Linked DNA regions of Mus musculus: region 1 is linked to region 2. Evidence: chromatin contacts called from public Hi-C data. All regions are on one chromosome and are shown on one strand. The core of a region is the stretch at or near the end of the contact, and the rest is flanking DNA. Distances in the headings are between cores, read along the strand shown.

What was found. A called contact is a pair of places that touch in the nucleus more often than the background predicts.
Region 1: a contact with region 2 is called in a Hi-C map of cerebral cortex, with 2.2 times the contacts expected there. The contact joins two enhancer-like sites. A contact is called at or near these places in 19 of 484 Hi-C or Micro-C datasets (the AtT-20 cell line, brain, cardiomyocytes and 11 more) and 2 of 115 datasets of contacts at active chromatin or transcription factors (astrocytes and embryonic forebrain).

What each region holds. Positions count from the first base shown.
Region 1 is chr5:117,029,495-117,037,202 of GRCm38.p6, reverse strand. No RefSeq gene overlaps it. Among named protein-coding and RNA genes, the nearest start is that of Gm30028, 15 kb to the right of the region's middle. Within about 2 kb of position 4,807, at least 13 of the 459 cell types and tissues checked have an H3K27ac peak or open chromatin away from gene starts, as enhancers often do. A contact at or near this core is called in cerebral cortex, cortical neurons and ventral hippocampal neurons, where this site is marked.
Region 2 is chr5:116,890,042-116,897,470 of GRCm38.p6, reverse strand. No RefSeq gene overlaps it. Among named protein-coding and RNA genes, the nearest start is that of Gm42010, 13 kb to the right of the region's middle. Within about 2 kb of position 1,875, at least 37 of the 459 cell types and tissues checked have an H3K27ac peak or open chromatin away from gene starts, as enhancers often do. A contact at or near this core is called in cerebral cortex, cortical neurons and ventral hippocampal neurons, where this site is marked.

The sequences.
Region 1 (7,708 bases), core at 3,558-6,057, 140 kb before region 2:
CATCTCTCAGAGCCGTTCTCAGCTGCCTTCATCAGTCTCCTGGACAGCTGCAGCATCCGCAGGACCATTTGCAGGTCAGGCCCTCTCTGTTTTTCTGACAATCAGATTATCCTAGCTAGACTCAGGTGCCGCTTAACCAAGTTAGGTACAGAATAATTTAAAGCCTCAGCACTCAGGATTTGAAAATCTGCCGAAGGCATGACAGGCTAAAGGCTGATCTATGCTTTATTTGACTCGGAGGGAAAAAGGGAAGAAGGATTTAGCATGCGAGTCTTAGAAAAAAATTGGTATGAAGGCCTCGTGGAGAGGGTTTTTATATTCCCGGAATCTCATGATGGTACCGAATCTGCTTTAATCATCAGGACAGCAGTTTTATATCTATTTTGGTTACGGTTAATAAAACAGTCACTGTATGTATAAAATACTCCATACGAGGGGACTGGGTGCCTCTGAGGGTCTTCTCATCACCCATCTGTGACCCACTCACCCATCTACCTATGTATCTACCTATCTACCCACCCACAATCCAACTGCCCACCTACCTATATATCTATCCTACGTATGGCCATCCATCTTTCCATTTATCTCACCCCACCTATGTATCCATCCACCTACAATCCACTCATTTACCCACCTACCTTAATGTTTATCCATCTGTTTATTCACCCTTCCATCCCTCCATCTACCACTCACCCATCTACCGTGTATCCACTCAACCATACATCTAGCCCCTGACCTATCCACTCACATAATTCATCCCTCCCTCCACCATCTGTATATCCACCATCCACCTCTCCCTCCATTCATCCACCATCCATTTATCTACAACCCATCCACCCACTCCTCCATCCACAATTCACCTACCCATCCATCCATCAATCCCTCCAACATCCATCATCTATCCAACCATCCATTCTCTATCCATCCATCTTCCATCTATCCATCTGTTCTCCATCCATCCATCCATCCATCCATCCATCCATCCATCTATTCTCCATCCATCCATCAGTTCATACGTTCATTCATCCACCCACCCACCTGTTCACCCACCCACTTCCTTCACCAACCTCCTGAAAACCTTTCTAGCCTGACAACTCCTCTCGAGCCCATTTTCCTTCAAGCATATATGGCCTTTGAATCTGGCCTTCTTTCTAAAACATTTGGGGGCTACACTACAGGCTGGGTGGCCTTTCTGTATACTTCAGAGCCTTCATTTGGAGTATCTAGGGCTGTAAAACCTATTTCTGTGGATTGCTATACATGGGATCATCATTCGGCCAGATCACGATTTATAGTGTGTGTACATGCATGCATGCATGCACGTGTGCCTAGCTGGCCAGTGAGCATGGGGACTCTGCTGTCTCTACGTCCCCAGTTCTGGATTATAGGAGCATGTCTCCACCCACATGTTTCTTTTCCTCATGGGTTCTGGGATCCAACTAAGGTCCACACATTTGCCAGATAAGCACTCTCTCAGCCGAGCTGCCTCCTCAGACCCTACTGAACTTTAGCTCCCGTGTCACTATTAGCTATAGGCTCCTCCTCTGCGGGGCTCTCATTCTGGTGGGAGACAGCAGGCGGGGACTGCCCTTTGGGTGCATTTTCAAGCTGTGATAAATATTCAGAAGAGTGCAGTGTGCACAACATTACCAGTGCCCTGACGGCGACAGGTAAGTGTCTCTCGAACAACAGGTGTCGTATGAATGGCTGGTAGTATTATCATATAATGAGTCTTCTAAAACCTTTCCGTAGCAATTATTGCCGAGACTTTATTGAGCGCTTTATGTGACCCAGCCACTATGCTGAGTACCACAAGATGATTATCTCTCGTGCTAGATGCGGATGCTGAGGCTGGCTCTCCCTGTCTCCTAGGAAATAGCCCAATAGGTAGTTGGGTATTTGAACCTTCCCTGCCACCCCCAGGTAGGGTTTCACTATATAGTTTGGACTCATCTCATCACGCATGATCCTCCTGCCTTAGCCTCCTGTGTGCTTGGGTGACAGGCATAGCAGCTTTACCCTTCCTTGCATGGGCTCTCCTTTCCTAGGGGTCCCCTGTTCCTCATCTTCTCGGGTTGGATGATGTGTTTCATTCCAGGCTTGTGGCAGCTGCTCCATCACTTTGCCCATTCTGCAGCCCTGTGGACATCTGCCGAATGTGTTGTCCTATAGATGCTGCTGCCTTTCCGAGAGCCTTGGTCCCCCTACTCCCCAGAATCCTGTCCAAAACTGGCTGCAGATGAGGTGCTCAGTAAAGAACACCTGCCAATGCTCTGTGCGAATGCATTGTGTCTGTAGGGAAGACGCTTTGTCTCCAACAGGCAGAGTGGATTAGAAAGGGGGTTTCTTTTGGACCCAGTGTGAATGAAAACCCAGAAGGTCTTCTAATTCTGACTTGCAATGAGCAGTGTGGCCCGTTAGCTAGCTACTCAACCGCTTGCCCTTGCTAGATGGCACAGACAGCTCTGAGTCCATTTCTAAGGTCTGTCTAGACTTCCTCTTCCTCCTGTCTTCTCAAGTGTGGGTGATACCCCTTGTGTGCATCCCCCAGGACCTTCTGAGGGCAAGAGATGGCTTCTGTGGGCATGGTGACTGTCTTAGCTAGCGTTCTGTTGCTGAGATAAACACCCTGATCAGAAGCAGCTTGGAGAGGACAGGGTCTATCGTCTCTCGGAGACCACAGTCCTTCAATTTTTCAACTCCGTAGTCACAGAGTTGTGTGACCAACATGAAAATCTATGTCTAGGACATTTTGTCAACCAAAGAGACCACATACTTATTCTCAACTACACCTACTTCACACTCCATAAATTTGCTTTCTGTATCAGGGCTTGACACTTCTTGACATTTTATGAGAACAGAACGGAGGAAATGTATAGCCTTTCATTGCTGGATTATTTCTTTTAGCATAGTCTATTCATACTGATCACAAATAAGTACTTTATTCTTTTTGAGAGCTGACTAATATTCCATCTGACCTGTATACCCATCAGTTGACTAATATTTGGGTTTTTTCCAACATCATTCCTCCTGAAAGAGGAGTGACATTAAGTTCTGAGTTTTAAATATGTCTTATTCCTTGCCCAGGGATGGAGGGGGGTCCTGTCTGTTATGTTGGAGTGTCTCTGATGAGCATGATTCCTGGAGCAGAGCTGGTGTCTACCAGTTGGCTTTGTGCAGAAGAACACATCTGTCAATGCCTGCTGTAATAAATGGTGCCAGTCAGGCATCCGCTGCTCTCCTAGGCCTCCCGTTCACAGGATAGAACAAAATGGCGGTATTTTGGGTAAAAGAAAACACCATGAACTACTTTGGACTCGCTTCTTTTTGCTCATCTTGGTGTGTCTAGGAACTTTTAATTTAGCACCATGAGGGCTGGGAAAGATGGCTTAGCAAGCAAAAAACACTGAAGACCAGACTTCCATTCTTAGAACTCAGCTTGGTGGCTTGCATATGTCACCCCAGCCAAGATGGGAGAAGAGATAGAAGGACTGGCTAGAAGCTCATGAACGTACCATAGGGACAGAGTCAAGAGAGACTCTGCCTCAAAGTAAGATAGGAGGAAAGAACTGACACATAAAGAGTTGTCCTCTGGTCTTCACAAATGCACCGTGGAATGTGTATAGCTTTGTATGCAAATACCCACCACACACACAGACACACACACCATACCACATTTATACCCACATACATGCAAATACACACATACCACACAAATACTCCCATGCACACATACACTCTACACATATAACACATACATTCTCTCATATACACACCACACACAAACATACACCACACATATTCTCTCTCTCTCTCTCTCTCTCTCACACACACATACACACACACACACACACACACACACACACACACACCATACATACACACTACACACAATGCATACACTCTCTTTCACACACATACCACACATATATTCATGCACACATACACACTCACATGTACATAAATACATGTAACCAGCTGTCTGGAAGCCATTGCTATCATGCTCTCCCCACCATGGCGGGCTCTGAACAGTGAGTCCGAATAAGCCCTTCCTTCCTTAAATTACCTTGGGCAGACATTTTGTGCAGCAGGATGGAAATAAGTTACACAGAGAGAATAGTTTAAGATGAGGCTGGTCTGGGATGTACCATCTCTGTCTCTGTCGACTCTGGCACAGAGTACGAACGTGTTTGCTCTGTATCTATTCTGAATTCATAACCTATACATCTGGGGAAAGGCTATGACTCAGGCCATAACTATCCTTCTGTTTTTGGAACCTACAAGAGTTGAGTTGTTGCCCGGCAGTGGTGGTGCACGCCTTTAATCCCAACACTTGGGAGGCAGAGGCAGGCAGATTTCTGAGTTCGAGGCCAGCCTGGTCTACAGAGTGAGTTCCAGGACAGCCAAGGCTATACAGAGAAACCCTGTCTTCAAAACAAAACAAAACAAAACAAAACAAAAAACAGAGTTGAGTTGTTTTTTAAAAAAATCTATTTACTTGAATTTGGTGTGTATAACTGTTTTGCCTACTTGCATGTATGAACACGATGTAGGTGTTGAGAGCTGAACCATGGTCCCTTCCCAAGAGCAGGAAGTGTTCCTAACCTCTGAGCCATCTTTCTAGTTCTCTCCCTGTTTGCCTCACGGTGTCCTGGTTTCTTCTACCATCTGCAAGATGGGGCCCATTTGTTTAACCAAGCCATTATTTGACTGGATGCTGCACTGGCAGTTGTTCAACTCGAAGGGGCCCCTTCCAAAGGCCACGGTGTGCAAAGGCTGGCTTGGAGCCCACAGAGGCAGACTCGCTGCACTGCCAACTCCCCCTCCATCAGGGTAGCTCAGAACCCAGATGGTGGCCTCCAGAGGGACACCGCTAGGACAGATTTGCTTCCAGCAGGCGGATGGCTTTAGCTTCAGGAAACAGAGTAGATTTTCAGAGGAAGCCAGGGAGAGCAGATCTGGTTCCAGGAAGGGGTGTTGCCTCAGGCGCTCCCATGGAAAAGAAAAAAAATGGAGAAGCGGCAGATGGGGACTGTTGGCCGGGAAATGACGGTGCTCGTTCAATTAAAATATCAAATGAAGAAGTAATAGGAACAGGGTGTTTAGTAGTGGGCTTCTGATGGCTCAAACCAGGCTGACAGAGGCAGACGATCAAAGTTGCATCATCACAGGCACAGAAGAGATAGGTGGTCATGAAAGTTTCTGCCGCTTAAAATAGCCTCTCCCTTCTTCACTCTTTCAAAGCACCGAAGCATTGATGTCAGTTTAGCAGGTCAGTAGCTATTTATAACCACCACCTAAAGAACTTTCAAACACTATGCAAAGTCTAGAATAGTTCTTCTGTTTAGATTCCTCAGTTTCGAAGCCCTGTGAGTTCCATCCAGACTTGTGTGTGTGTGTGTGTGTGTGTGTGTGTGGTTCTGCTCAGTTTCTTCCAAGGAGAAGATGGAATGTGAGTTCCTGAGTGGCAAGGGCTGAAGGAGAGAGAGCAGCCAGTCAGCCCTTCTCGTACTCATTCTGCCTTTGAGAGAGGGTATTCGGTGGGCTCAGTGGGTCTCTTCCTCAGGACTCTTCTGATTCCTGAATAGAAATAAAGTCACGTGGCTGTGTTTAACAGCAAACTCTCATAGACCCCAGAGCATCATGGGATTGGATTATGGTAAGGCAGCCTTTTTTTTTTTTTTTTTTTTTTTTTTTTTTTTTTGGTGATCTCTATACTTCCCACGATGCTCTCTGAAGTGGAAACTTAAGGGTTTTTTTTGGAGAGTCAGTTGTACTGGATGGTATTTTCCTGGGGCAAACGTGATGTGAAGGAGTGTTTTCCTGAGGTGGATACGGCTGAAAGGCTAAGGCAGACTCATGAAGGAATGTTTCACTGAAGCAGACACAAGGAGAGAAGATGTTCTGCTTATGCAAGCATGTGAAAGGACGTGTGATGAAGGATTCTTTCCTGACAACACCCATGTCTTGGTCTTCCATAGACTGTGTAGTTGAACTCCATTTGTTGGGGCTCCATGGACTGGGGCTGATTGGAAGCACACGCTGAGGCAAGATCTGTGTTGAGGCAAAGCACATGGAGGACACGTGATGTCTGGAGGGTATACATAGAACTTGATGGAGTGATGGAGACGGAGCTTGGCTTGTTGGTACAACTAGCTGTGCAGTGCTTACAGGTCTCATGGCTTCGCTGATCTTAGCTTCCCTGAGAGAGGCACAGCCAAGCACTTCTCCTGGTGTTCCTTCTGGTCCCTCCTGCTGACTCAAGCCTAGGCTGAGGCCTGGCTGTCTCTGCTAGGCCATGTCACTGCTATTGCGGACCTGACTCTACCGAACTGGACTGCTGGTGTATCCATGAGGTGTTTGTGAGTGGATCAAGCTGCTGACCTGTGAACTGAACTACTGATTTCCAGAAAACACAGACAGGAGTTGCTCTAAAGAATCATTCTAAACAGGTCCACTTCCCCCCCCCCCCCACCCCAAACTTCCTTTCCTACTACCTCTGGTGGGTGGTGAGCTACAAGGGAGATTAAAGTGTTTAAGAACCTTCATAAGAATAGGATTTGAAAAAAAATTAAAGTTACACCTCTCTGCAGAGTAACTTCCTCTGCCCCTTTCCATTTTCTTCTCCCATTGTAAGAAGGAACCAAACTGAAGGCATTTTTACTCAAACTTCCATTTTGAATAGAGGAACAAATGAAGTTTCAGTTCTCAAGACCTCCCTGGATGACTTTCATCCTGGTTGGCAAGTTCAGACATGAATGTTGTGTAAGTTGCTCCAAGACAATTGAGTAAACCAACCATTGAGAATGGGAAGATCTGCCCACTTTGGGTGGCACCATTCCCCAGGAAGAGAAATTTAGAGCAGAGTAGCAGCCTGATTCTCCACTCTCTACTTCCTGATTATGGATGCCATGTACCGCAGAAGAAAACATCCCCTGGAAAGCTACCTATCCCTGAAAAATGTAACTGTAACTTGGCACAGATATTTGTGGTTTTCAGGCATAAGAACTCTGGAACATTCTGGCTTGGGGTCACAGTTCAGCTTTGGAGTCTCTTCTGTGTCCTCGATTGATCTCGAGTGTCTTAATTACAATAAAGTTTTGCTTTCTGTATTGACTTGGTGTTTGAGTTGTGTTGGCTTTAAGTGGACCCAATCACACTTTGATTTCTTTGTGGCTTGGACTGTTGGAAAGCCAATACAGACAGCCTCTGAGGCACTGTGCATTCCCTCACAATGACTTCTGTCTCTGTGGCAGGAACTGGACGGCAGTTAGCGGGGAGTCTCACTTCTCACCAATTTAAAACTTGTGTAAGGCTTAAGTTCCTGCCTTTGCTTACAAGGTTTTTATGTGAAATGAGCATTCACCAGGAGTGCCTTTGTGAGAGAGGCTTCCAGAAGATGTTCCCCAAGTTCTCATTAGCATATGCTAATTATGCATAATAACGAATTTCATTACATCATCATCCTACCTGGGTATAATGCATTTGATTTTGATTACATTAGCTCCTAATTACCCTCTGGTGCCTCTTCCACTTTCTCTGGTTTCCATCCTTTCCCAACTAACCCCCTTCTCTGTGTGTCTTGAACATGTATGTGTGCATATGCATGCCTGTGTGTGTTTGTGTGTATGGAGGCCAGAGGATAGCCTTAGCTGTCATTCCTTAGCTGCTTTCCACATTGTTTTCTGAGACATGGTATGTTGGCTTG
Region 2 (7,429 bases), core at 626-3,125:
ACATCAAGGGTAGTGGCTTTAGGCTCTTACTGAAAGACCCTACCATCCTATCTTCGCTTGCTTTCTATGGCTGGGATAAAGACCACAGCCAAAAGCAACTTGAGGAGGAAAGGATACCATTGAAGGAAGTCAGGACAAGAGGTCAATGCAGGAACCTGGAGGCAGGTGCTGATGCAGAGGCCATGGAGGGGTGCTGCTTACTGGCTTGCTCCCCAGTGGCTTTCTCAGCCTGCTTTCTTATACAACTCAGGACCAGTTGCCCAGAGGTGACAGCACACATATGCAGTTGGCAGGGCCTTCCCACATCAATCATCCATCCAGAAAACGTACCTCAGTCTTGCCTTTGGGCCAACTGAATGAAGGTAGATTCTCAATTGAAGATCTTTCTTCCTAGATAACCCCAGTTTATACCAAGTTGACATAAAACTAACTAGGCAACCTCCTTTAGCACCCCCCCCCCAGATTCTATGACAGTCCTGGCTCACTAATAATGTAGACGTGAGGGTCTCTGTTTCCCAGTAGCAGCCTGAGTCCAGAGGCTGACATGCTGATGGCTGTTGTCTGTATCCTCAAAGCGGGAACCAGAGCTCAGGGTTTGTCAATGTCTTGTTGCTGGTCTCAGAGTGCCCACATGCTCAGGGAGGGAGCAGGAATCAGGTCTTTCTATCTTTGAAGTCAGCTGACTTGGGCATCAAAATTCAAAACAGCTTTCCCTGTATTGGTAGAGGGTGGGGTGTGAATATTCCCTGTGAAAGAACACCCTGCATGACTAGACTGGGAAAATGGAACAGGTTGATTGTAACCTGAACTCTCCATGTCTCTTCTACTGCTGAATATGAGATATTGGGATATACAGGCACAGAATGCTCTGAGAAAGATGACTTGAATGTATTGTAATTGATTTTTTTCTTCCTACAGGAATAAAGGAAGGGGGCGGGGAGAAAACATGCTCAGGCTTCGGTATTTTTGAACCAGTTTATAAATCTTAATCATACTATGAAAATGTTGCCTGTGTTTCATAGCCAGTTTTCCTACATCAGGCTGCCTTGGAAACTGGTCCTTTACAGGTTACCATAGGTGGAGTGGACAAAAGTGGGAGCTATAGAGTCAGCCTTAGCTTATGCCTTATTTGAGGCTTGGAGAGATGACTCAGTGGTTAAGAACACTATCTGTTCTGACAGAGTACCTGAGTTTGGTTCCCAACGACCCACATGGCCATTCACAACCACCTACAACTCTAGTCACCAGAGATCTAGCACCCTCTTGTGGCAGCCCAGGGCACCTGCACACCTGACTCTATACACACACACACACACACACACACACACACACACACACACACACACACACGAAAGAGAGAGAGAGAGAGAGAGAGAGAGAGAGAGAGAGAGACTCATATATTAAAACAAAACAAAAAACTTTCAAAAACATCCCATTTTGGGAGGCTGGCAAGGTGGCTCAGTGGTTAAAGCACTTGCTGTTCAAGCTTGAGAACTGGAATTGATCCTTGGTACCTACAAAAATACCAAGTGGCACCTCAGGTTGGAGATAAAGGTTCTCCCAAACAAACTGGCTAGGCAGACTAGCCACATCTGTGAGCTCTGGGTTTGATTGAGAGTCCTTGCTTCACAAAGGTGGAGAAACAGTTGAAGGAGATTCCCAACATCAACCTCAGGCCTCCATGTGCACACACACACACACACACACACACACACACACACCCCTCAATGGAAAGAGAGAGGACATAGCCTGCTTTGTGTATGCATTACCCACAATCCACTGCTGCCCACCCTCCTCCTTCTTTCCTCCCGTGCTCTGCCTCCTCCTCACTTCTCCGCTTCCAATTAGGGCTGTCGAGGATGCGTTTCTAACAAGGAGCTGTGTGCAAGGAGCCCCCCTAATGATTTCTTTTTCAACATGTCATGCGTCAGGAGGCAGCCGGGAACAGAGCCGCTTGGTGTGAGCAGCCCTGGCTAATTAGGTTTCTGGCTGCCTTCTCTCTGCACCCACCCCTGCCAGCCTGCCTCGTCACACCCCGTATTGGCTCAAATTCTGCTGGCTGTCTGGGATAATTTGAAGGTCCCACGCAGAAGTACGCCATCCTTTACATCTATTAAAGGTTTCTCTGCTGGAGGCTGATAATGCCAAAACTAATTAGGGAGTTCTTTACCCGCTTCCCCCCCCACCCCCCATCTTGGGGTACCTTCTTCATGGGTGATCCTGTAGTAGTCAGGGGGAGGGGTGGTACCACCCAAGGGAGGCCTGCCAATTTGTAGAGACACCATTTGACTGATGGAGAGACTAGAGAGTGGGTGCTGCCTTCTGTGAACCTTTTTCTGGGTAAACATAAACAAATTCCCACTTTCTCTCTGGGTAGATCATGGAGAGCAGATCTAAAAACAATTGCCAGGGTCCAGCTTGGCAAATGAATGAGCTCACCTGGCTTCTAAAATCATGGGTGAAGGCATAGATGGCCCCCAAGAGGCTATGTCTCTAAAAAGTTTCACCCCAGAATGAATGATGACTTCCCCGTTGCTGTCTAGATGGAGTCTCCTCTTTAGTCAACCTTCAAATGCTGTATATACTGTGTCACCTCCCAGACTTAAAGAATGAGGGCCCAATAGGTTCTCTCTTGAGGGCGGCTGTGAGTAGTTACAGCCTTCCGGTCAGAGGTTGGCTTTTCACAGTTCACAATGCTCTATAGCGCCATCTAGGGGAGGAGCAAAAGGCAATCTTCTAGTCAACTCAGTTGTGTGCAAGAGATGATTGCATGCTCCGGAGACCCAAACAAACGCACTGAAAATCACCATAGAGGGCAGAGGGCAGAGGGCAGAGGGCAGAGGGCAGAGGGCAGAGGGCAGAGGGCAGAGGGCAGGAGGAACCTTTGCTTTTGCTTTAGGAAGGGCATCGGGGAGGGAGAAGGAGTTCCTGTTCTCTGAGAGAAGACCTGAATGCTCCTGGCTCATTCTGTTTGTTTCCTGTCTGGACCCCGAGGACCCGCCATGATGTCAGGCCCACAGGAGATTCTCAACTGTCAGTTCTGGAACAGCTGTTTGCACAAGCTCTTGACCATGGGACATTCTAGGGCTTGAATGGAATTTCATCGAGTGTCGCTGAGCCAACGGGGGTTCAGCGAGGAAGGGCAGAAACCAAAGTAGGCATTTGAATAGAGAGGATTTGATGAAGGGATCTAGGAAGATGTAGGTTATGGGTGGATAGAGGAAACAGCATGACTGAGCATGCGCTGTTGGAGGCCTAGTGACAGAAGGATGCCGGTAATGACCAACCAACCCCCATTGCCTTGGGGACATATGGAAAGAACAGCAGAGAGAAGCTATGGAGAGGGGGCTGTGGCATTAGGGCTCAGATCTAAGAAGGCATCACATCCATCTGAGATGCCCTTGGAGATGGGTGATAAGGAGTGTAAACGGCAGTTGGAGGCTTGAACCTCTTCTTGGGAGAGGTGGAGAAAGCTGGCTGTAAGACACTGTTGGGAGGTGCCTCACAGGAAGCTCTTCTCCCTAGCCTGCCCCTTTCCATTTGCGTTCTGTCCTTTGAGGTCGGGGGTGTTGCTCTCTTCCAGCTATTGACAGAACCAATGAAGAAACTCAGCAGAGAAATGCAATGTGCAGACCTGGCATCGCCAGCTTGATGCAGGTTATCGAGCAAGACACACCGAGTCGACCACCCAGACAGCACCCAAGGCAGGGGGAGCCCAAGGGTAAGACTGGGCTCTCTCAGAGGCAGCGGTCTATCCAGAGCCTATAGACTGGGAATATGGATAATTACACACAGTTCATTAATTACCTCGGAAAGCAGATGTCACAGGGTAACACGAATGTGTCTGAGAGGCTCTTCCGGAGGGAAGAGAAGCGACCTGAAAAGTTAAGAGGCTCCGCAGGAGTAGGGGTAGGACTGAGGAAACGGAAAGTACAAAGGTCAGGGGGCAAGAGGGGGCGGAGCTTTGGGAGCTGGGAAGGCAGGTAAGGCAGAGCATGTGAGGGGAGAGATGCACAGGGGAGATTCTCACTGCTCAGGGTTCCCACCTGCCTGCTCCTGACACCTCTCTTCCAGCTTGAGGACAGGCACTGAGGTCTTTCCAGCTGAACTCTACCTTGGTGTGCGCTCTGCTGTAGCTCAAGCTGCTCCTGAAAGGGCGGGGGTGGGGGGGCTTCTGCCCTCTGCTGCTGCGTGGTCCTCATGTTGATAAATAGCATCACATGTCCCCCTCGCTCCCGAATTACCTTCTCTCTGCTCAACTCAAGAGCAGTCACTCCACAGATGATTGATTTAACCTCGCTTGTGGTAAAAATTGCAAATCCAACCACCCGGGAGACGCCATTTCTCATCTCTCAAATTGAAAGATACACTAAAGAAATGAGAACGCGGGTGGAGGTGTGAACGCGAAGCAGCAGCAGCCGTGTGGGATGGCAGGTCCGTGTTAAGTTCTCCGGGAAGGAACTTACCCAGGTAAATAAAAAGCTAGGTGTGAAACCACAACAGTACATCTCTCTCCAGCAGTTTATGCTCGGGGACACTGCACACAGGCTTCTGTGTATGAAAGTTCTATGTTGGTGGACACAGCTGAGACCATATTGAAGAAAGATATTCGGAGGAAAATCCACTGTATTGACTGCATAGATATTTTTTCTTATTATTCCCTAATGGAACAGCAATAATTTCCATTATATTTATATTATAATGTAACTTAAAAATAGTTTTCTAAGACTTGAGTCTCATGGACCCAAGGTTGGCTTCAATCTCCCTATGTCCTCGAGGGTAACCTTAATCTTCTGATCCTCCTGTCTCCACCTCCAGAATGCTGGAACTGCAGGTATGTGCCACCATGTCTGGCTTATGGGATCTTGGGAATCAGACCTAGAGCTTTGTCTATGCCAGGCAACTGCACTATGAACTGGGTTTTATCCTCACACCCTACCTCCTCTTAAGATCTCCTTCCCAGTTCCCAGAGTGGACACTGAGCCCTTTCCTACCAAACTCCATCTTGACCTCCTTTGGCATGTGGCGTCTGTCTTCTGTGGTAGGTGTAGATTGTGAGCTAAAATGGCTGAGAGTCTGTGGGAGGATGCCGGGCAGACTGCAGGTAAATGTGACACCATTCCGTGTAAGGACCCAAGTGTCAGTTTTGACATCTGTAATTCACCCTGGACTCTCTGCAGCTACTTTGTGATAGTGATGCCTGTATCAACAATGCACTCGAGATCCCAACAGTGGGGATGCCTGAGGCTTCATGTGCCCTACCACTGAGGCAGCAGAGCATCTTTGATAGGAGCCTGGGTAATTGGACTATCTATCCTATGCATACTGCTCGAACCTTCAAGGTAAGGCTGGGTAGCTTCCTCGGAAGCTCAGGCACACTTGAGTCCAAGTTCTGCTTTCTGAACTTAGAAGCTCTTCTCTCTCTGGAAAAGTGATTGTATTCCTAGAGCCCTGGTTTCCTTGGTAATTGTGAGATTTGCAGAGAAACGAGAAAGGGAGACGCCCCAGTCTCAGAAAGGGAAAAAAATGACATGTCTGCTCTCATAGGTGGATGCTAAGTGAACGTCTGTGTGTAATGTCACATGTAGTACATACATTTATTTAATGTTATCAGTGAAAACTAAATTTAAAAACAGGGAAATTTTAATATCTTTTGGAAACGGCCCCATAGCCAGGCTAAGAAACGGTGCTTTGCCAGGTATCTGGGCATCACTCAGCCAAATCAGGTCGATGTATAACTTAACTGTCCTACTGTGAGCCCTTAGTCAGAACTTACTAAGCTTTTAGACATGTGTGGTAGGAATGATTCTAGATCACAGGAAAGCCATTGTGCGAGTAGATGAAGCTCAGCTTCTTTATGGTTTGGGTTTGAAACACCCTCCCCCAAAGAGTTACACATTGAAGGCTGGGACCCCCAGAACAGTAATGTTTAGTTAGACCCGGGAGGTAGCCGTACCATAAGGGGTCTGACTTCACCATTGAGTGAATCTCTTGACAGATTCATAGCTCAGTGGAATCTTGGGAGAAAACTTTAGGAGACAGGCCTAGTTGGAGGAAGAAGGTCACTTAGGGTGGATCCCACCCTTCCCCACACTCCCCTGCCTTCCCCCACCCTCTCCCATCCTCCCTTCTCTTCTTTCTGGACAGCAAGAATTGAGCAGCCCCACTCTACCACACACTTCTCACCTTGACACTTTGTCCCATTGCAGCCCAGAAACAGCGAGTGACACCTCTGACACCACACACCAATCACAAGTTGATTTTCTTGAGTTCTATTTTATGTTGTCACAGGGGTGGAAAGCTGAGTCACACATCTTGTAAAATGCTTAGAGAAAGTCCTAATAGAAGACACACGAGGAAAGAAGTGCTCTGTGAGGTACCAGGGGGTGGAGCATAGGCATAGAGGGGGTGGGGCAGAGGCATAGAGGGGTGAAGCAAAGGCATAGAGTGAATGGAGCAGAGGCAGAGACTCCTGGGAATTGTATATCCAGACAGGCAGAGGTAGAGATACAGTAGACACATATGAGTGAGGGCGTGCACACACATATGTACATATATATGAATACATACACATGTATACACAACATACATATATACATAGATGTACACACAGACAGACAGACAAACACATATACACAGATACTGTTTCCAATGGCCCTGGGGTATCATGGCCCTTGACCCCTAAATAGGACCTGGGTATTATGGGACAGGAATGAGGGAAGGAGGCTGGAGTCAGCAAAGCCAACCCTGGAGCTTCAGGCAGAAGACACCAGATAGGTGTGAGTCTTACCACAGAGAGCATGTCCTAGGAGGGAGGGCAGAGCCACGGTCTGGGTTACAGCTCACTGGATGGAAGCACGGGCCTGCCAGACCCTTCCATTGATGACTTTTGGTATTTAATCCCCTAGTGGAGTTCACAGCTCCCCCCAAAATGAGGAAACCTAAACCTGACATTTTACATTGTTTAATGTAAAAATCAATAAGAAAAATAAGAATGGCCAAAGTGATTGAGCTTGGGAATGTCATGGTTAAATTCTCTGGTTCAGGTAAACTGTGAGATGAGAGCACTGTTCAGTGGGAACACATGCTTACTCATACGCATGCACACATAAACGAATGTACACCTACACACAAGGGCACCTCATGTATGGACATGTGCATGAACATAATACAGCCGTATGCACACTGTGATGGTTTGTATATGCTCAGCACAGGAAGTGACACTATTAGAAGGTGTGGTCTTGTTGCAGTAGGCATGGCCCTGTTGGAGGAGGCATGGCCCTGTTGGAGGAGGCATGGCCCTGTTGGAGTGGGCGTGTCCTTGTTGTAATAGGTGTGTCACTGTGGGTGTGGACTTCAAGACCTTATCCTAGCTACCCAGAAGCCAATATTCTGCTAGCAGCCTTCAGATGAAGATGTAGAATTCTCA